2 separate regions of the Mus musculus genome follow, and region 2 is linked to region 1. The links are chromatin contacts, called in public promoter capture Hi-C maps. All regions are on one chromosome and are shown on one strand. The core of a region is the stretch at or near the end of the contact, and the rest is flanking DNA. Distances in the headings are between cores, read along the strand shown. Region 1 has its middle 16 kb from the start of Myh9. Region 2 overlaps Ncf4 (neutrophil cytosolic factor 4).

What was found. Capture Hi-C pulls out chosen DNA fragments and counts their contacts.
Region 2: a promoter capture Hi-C map of liver shows a contact between it and region 1. The contact joins two enhancer-like sites. A contact is called at or near these places in 2 of 9 other capture datasets (liver and pancreatic islet).

Annotation. Positions count from the first base shown.
Region 1 is chr15:77,856,547-77,859,676 of GRCm38.p6, reverse strand. No RefSeq gene overlaps it. Among named protein-coding and RNA genes, the nearest start is that of Myh9, 16 kb to the right of the region's middle. Within about 2 kb of position 1,691, at least 166 of the 459 cell types and tissues checked have an H3K27ac peak or open chromatin away from gene starts, as enhancers often do. A contact at or near this core is called in liver, where this site is marked.
Region 2 is chr15:78,256,096-78,259,192 of GRCm38.p6, reverse strand. All of the region lies in intron 7 of Ncf4 (neutrophil cytosolic factor 4), which reads right to left. Among named protein-coding and RNA genes, the nearest start is that of Ncf4, 13 kb to the right of the region's middle. Within about 2 kb of position 1,407, at least 115 of the 459 cell types and tissues checked have an H3K27ac peak or open chromatin away from gene starts, as enhancers often do. A contact at or near this core is called in liver, where this site is marked.

The sequences.
Region 1 (3,130 bases), core at 442-2,941:
AGAAATGTCTCAAGTCACAGAAGACTTTTGCCCACTGTGCCAGGCATGTGGTATCTGAAAGATGGATGCTGAAATGAAGTTCCAGGAGGCCGCTTGGTCCTAGCCACACCCGGCCTGGCCTTGTTCCTTAGAAAACTGTCATGTGATCTTGACAGCATTCCAGCCATTCTGTCTTTAGCACTGAAAAAGCAAGATTCAGAGGGTAGTGTCATGTCCCTAGGGTCCTACACAAGCCACGGCAACACCAGCATTCACAGGCTGGTTTGTCTAACCCCAAAGACATGTTTAGGTTGTGTTGGGCCTTGACCCTAGGTAGGCAAGCACCCTACTCTACTGACCTACACCCTAAACCCTCATTTGCTCTCTCTCTCTCTCTTTCTTTCTCAAGACAAAGTTTCTCTGTGTTGCCCTGGCTGTCCTGGAATTCACTTTGTAGACCATGCCTGCCTCTGCCTCCCAAAGTACTCAGACTAAAGGCATAAGCTACTACCACCTGTCTTTTATTATTTATTTATTTATTTAGGCTACGGTTTCACTACTTAGAAGACCGGGCTGCCCTCAAGCTACTCATAAAATCCATCTACCTCTTGTGTGATGGGCTTCTCTCTCTCTCTCAAATTTACTCTCTTAGTTATGGTGTCCATTGCTGTGAAGAGACACCATGACCAAGACAACTCTTTAAAAGGCTATCATTTCATTAGGACTGGCTTACAAATTCTGAGGTTCAGTCCATTATTATCAAGGCAGGAAGCATGGCACTGTCCAGGCAGGCAAAGTGCTGGAGAAGCTGAGAGTTCTAAATCTTCATCCAAAGGAAGCCAGGAGCAGAACTGTCTTCCAGGCATCTAAGAGGAGGGGCTCAAAGCCCCTCCCATAGTGATACACTTCCTCCAACAAGAAGGCCACACCTCCTAATAGCGCCACTCCCTGGGCCAAGCATATTCAAACCACCACAGTTATTCTTTCATAATTTTACACACACATGACACTTTTATCATTGTCTGTCGTCTTCTCCTCTCTCCCCCCTCCCCTCCTCTTATCCCTCCTTCCTAAATAAACCCTCCTTCCCAACAAGTCTCTCTTACTACATATCTGTGTACTGCCCATTGTGTTTAATTAGCGTTGCCTGAAGAAGATGAAAGATTTACTTGAGCAAGAGCAATTCATGTATGCCTGTACCACTGACGAACAAGATCTCCGTCTCCCAGTAAACATTAATCACCTATAACTCCTCAGGGTACGGTGAGTCCTTATGAACCTCTACCCCATCCAGGATAGAATGTTGATGGTCTCAGTCTTGTGTGCTGGCAGCCACTGCTGTGCTGTGAGATCGAACTAGGACATCCGGCTTGTCCACATGTCCACTTAAAGAGTGATGCCTTTATTTACCCACAGGCACAAAGGTTTGCAAAGATGGGAGTTCCCCCAGCCTCTTCCATTTGTCCTGCCCACGGCTCCTCACGCACAGATTAAGGAGGACGTTGTTACAGTCTTTTCCAGCTTCCAAACTAAAGCCTCGAGAAAGGTCACACAGTTAACCTGTAGACAGGACAGCAGCTGAGCCAGGTCTACCCAGGAGAGCACATGGCAGGAAAGGGGCGGAGCGGGGCAGCCGGACAAGCCCAAGTCCTGGGCGCGGACTCCAGCTTCCACCCCGCCTCCCTCCTGGCTCCAAGGGCCTCTCTATCTCCAACCATCCCGGTGCCTCTGGCTCCTAGATCTCTCAGACTCCGGTGCGAGTGTGCGGAACGGCACCGGCTCGCTCAGAGCGGAAACCTGGCCAACCTGTTTGGCCTTTGCAACCATTGGTGGCCGTAGGAACGGAGTAATTTACATGCGCATTCTCTATTGGCTAGGGGGCGGAAGTAGGCGGGCCCAGCCAACTATACCTGCCGGCGGGTGGAGCGTGGGCACCTTCTCCACAGACAAGGTGCCAGGGCCAGGAGGGCCAGTGCTCGGAGTCAGGCGGGAACCGCGAGCACTGAACCCTGGCCGCTACTTGTGGATGTGAACCGACTGGAACAAGTCACAGCAATTACTTAGTTACTTCTTGGGGCCGGAGGGTAGGCACAGGAGGCAGATTCTATTTTGAAATATTTTATGCCCAATCGGAACCACGGAGGCCTACCAAACCGTGTGTGTTTGTGTGTACATGTACTTGATCTTCCCCAAAAGGCCTAGAAACTCTTAAAGGTATAGCTATTTTCTTAGGATCCTCTCAGATTTTTTTTTTGTTTGTTTGTTTGTTTGTTTCGTATTGCTTTGCTTCCAGACAAGGTTTCACTATATATTCCTTGATGGTTGGGATGAATGTTATGTAGACCAGCCTGACCTCAACCTCGCAGAGATGCCCCTGCCTTTGGCTCCCACATGTGGGGATTAAAAGTGTGCACCACCACACCTCTTAGGTCATTCCTGTTATTCCTGTGTATGTATGTATGTATGTATGTATGTATGCATATGTGTGTGTATTATGTGGTATATGCACTGTGTATGTGTTGGTGCACACTCACGGAGAGGCCAGAGGAAGACTTCAAGGGTCCTGCTCTCCACCTTATTACCTTGATGCCTGGTCACTCACTGAGTCTGGAAATAGGCTGATAGCCATCAAGCCACGTTACTCCTCCTGCCTCAGCTTCTAGGAGTGCAATAACTGTGATCATGCTTGGCTTTTCACATGGGTACTGGAGATTCGAACCTGACTCCTCATGTTTCAGCAGCAATTGCTCTTCTCCACTGAGCTGTCTTCCCAGACCCTCCTTCTGCTCCGTGTCATTTCTTGAGTGGACGTGTATGGTACACCTGCTGTCTGTCAGCCTCTGTCCTCTGCACTAGAGCTAGGGCAGGGAGCCAAGGCTGGAAGTCCCCTGTGTCCTTGGAGTTTACAGTTTAATGAAGACAAAGTGGATATGCTGGCAGACAGTGACTAAACAGGAAGAGGAGGCAGGCCACAGCTGCAGGGAAGCGTCCATCCCCTGAACGGGGTGATGACCTGTCACCTGGGTTAGGGGGACATTCGAGTGGAGGTGGTATTTTATTTTAGGACTGACTTGAATGATGTAATGGGAGTGGACAGTTGACACAAGAGTGTTCCTGGCTGGGAACAGCAAGGAGAGCAGTCCCTGTGCCT
Region 2 (3,097 bases), core at 158-2,657, 400 kb before region 1:
ACTTTTGGGATAGCACTGGAAATGTAAATAAATAAAATACCTAATAATAATAATAAAAAGAAACAGGGTCTTTCATTGACCTGGGACTCATCCGTACTGACTGGTTTCTGTTAAGCTGACACAAAGAGAGTTGTCTAGAAAGAGGGAACCTCAGCTGAGAAAATGTCTTCATTAGATTGGCCTGTGGGAGAGTCCTTGGAGTATTATTACTATTACTATTATTATTATTATTAACGATTGATGTGGGGGGCCCAGCCCACTGTATGGGGGCACCCCTGAGTAGGTGGTCCCAGGTTGTACAAGAAAGCAGTCTGAACAAGCCATGGAGAGTAAGCCAGTAAGCAGCACCCCTCCATGGCCTCAGCTTCATTTCTGCCTCCAGGTTATTTCTTGTCCTGACTTCGCTCAGGGATGGAAACGTTATAACTTAACCAAGTAAACCCTCTTGTCCCCAAGTTGCCTCTGGCCTTGGTGTTTATCACAGGGACAGAAAGCAAGCTGGAACTTGGCCAATTTGTAGCTGGTTTGCGGCTGGACAGCAAGTCCCAGGGCTTGTCTCTGTCTCTGTCTCCCCCAGAGCTAGATGATAAGCACAAGCCACCATGGCTGACTTTTTAGTGTGTGGGCTCTGGGATTGAGCTCAGGTCCTGTTTGCTGCCTGATTGATCTCCGCAGCCCCAGGAATCACATCCTCTTCCCGCTGCCTCGCAGACTGAGGCTCCTTCCTCTTCCTACGCCACAGAGGCCCTTCCTGCAGCCTGAGGTCTGCCAGTGACGACACACTAGACAGTAAGACTTTCCAGAAGACAGTAAAGCGGTCAACAGTTCCTCTTATGACAGTGGTGGTCACAACAGTCACTGCTCGGGTGGACATGGCTTCTGAGACCCAGTGCACAAGGAGGCAGAAGCTCAAAGTGTTATATCCCTACACCTGCCACTCCCACTCCTGCCCAGCCTCAGGATACCGGGAACCCTGCCTCCTTCAGACACAGTGAGGGCCAGAGAATGTCCAACGGTGACAATATTATGATAGAGATGACCAGACCCAGGGACCTGGCACAGTCATTCCCTGTCAGTGTGGAGCAAAGAAACACCCAAGGGGGCCCAGCTTCAGGGTCACATTCAAGACTTCCCAGTCCCCTCACATGCAGTGGGAACGAGGCACCTAGACTCTCTGGGGCCAAGGCCTGGAGGACATCCGCCTCTCCCTTGTCCCTGACGGGAACCACTGAAGAAACTGTTTTCATCATTCACAGGAAAGGAAACCACGGGGTTAAGCAACCTCCTGAGGTACACAAGGACAGCTAGAAATGCATTAGATCTTCTGTTGTCTCACAGTATGGTGAGTGGGACCCAGAGCCTTGCACACTAGGTGAGAGCTCCTCTACCGAGCTGCCTCAGGCACGGACACCCACTCTTAATCAGTCATCCTTGCTGCTGGTTAGGGAAGTAACATTATTACATATGAGCCTTCACTTCTCTCAGTGGAGAAAGTCTGACCCCCACAAAGCAAACCTGGAGAAACCTATGTGATTGCTGTGACCAGGTGCACTGGTGACACCTAGTGGGAAGACCAGGGTACTGCTAAACACCCTGACTGCCTTTCCTTCCCTAAATAGCCTGCCCTTTCCCAGGAATTATCTGTCTCCACGACCCCACCCCACCCCCAAAGAGTGTCAGTTCCTAGAAGCCTTGTTAGTGATCAAGAAATTAAAGAGAATGGCAGGGGTGGGGGGAGGAGGCTGTGAAATGGCTCAGGGGATAAAGAGGGTGCTACCATGTCTGACAACCCTAGTTTCACTTCCACAACCAGCCTGACAGGAGAGGGTCAACTTCTGCAAGCTGTTCCCTCACATATGCTGTGGCATGAATGTTCTGCTTCACCAACACATCTGGATCAAAAACAGGACACCCCACAGGTCACCCAACCCTGCCAGGACCTCCAGGACTGTAACAGAGGACTTCTATCCTTGGGCTTCCCCAGATCTCTCATGGTGTCTGCCTGTAAAACACTCAAAAATACCTTTCTTCTAACCTTGCCTCTGCCTTTGCCTCATCCCTCACCTCAGACTCACCTCCATCCTCATCCCTAACTTCAACCCCATCTTCACCTATATCCTCACCTCCATCTTCACCCACATCTTCACCTCCATCCTCACCCACATCCTCACCCCCATCCTCACCTCCATCCTCACCTCCATCCTCACCTCCATCCTCACCTCCATCCTCACCCCCATCCTCACCTCCATCCTCACCCCCATCCTCACCCCCATCCTCACCCCCATCCTCACCCCCATCCTCACCCCCATCCTCATCTCCATCCTCACCTCCATCCTCACCCCCATCCTCACCTCCATCCTCACCCCCATCCTCACCCCCATCCTCACCTCCATCCTCAACCCCAACTTCAACCCATCTTCACCTCCATCCTCACCCCATCCTCACCTCCATCCTCACCCCCATCCTCACCTCCATCCTCACCTCCATCCTCACCCCCATCCTCACCTCCATCCTCACCCCATCCTCACCTCCATCCTCACCTCATCCTCACCTCTATCCTCACCCCCATCCTCACCTCCATCCTCACCTCCATCCTCACCCCCATCCTCACCTCCATCCTCACCTCCATCCTCACCCCCATCCTCACCCCCATCCTCACCTCCATCCTCACCTCCATCCTCACCCCCATCCTCACCTCCATCCTCACCCCCATCCTCACCTCCATCCTCACCTCCATCCTCACCCCCATCCTCACCTCCATCCTCACCCCATCCTCACCTCCATCCTCACCTCATCCTCACCTCTATCCTCACCCCCATCCTCACCTCCATCCTCACCCCCATCCTTACCACCATCCCCCACCCTTACCCCATCATCAACCCCAGCCTTGTTCCCATCATTAACTCCAGTCTTACTTCCATCCTCACCTCCACCTTCATTGCCACCTTCACCTCCATTCTCATCACTAACTTTACATCCAACCTCTCTCCACCTTCATCTCCACTTCCACCTCCACCTCAGCCCTTCCTCCAATCTCATCTCCATCTGACCTCCACCCTCACCTCCAATTCCACTTCCACCCCATCATCCATGTACT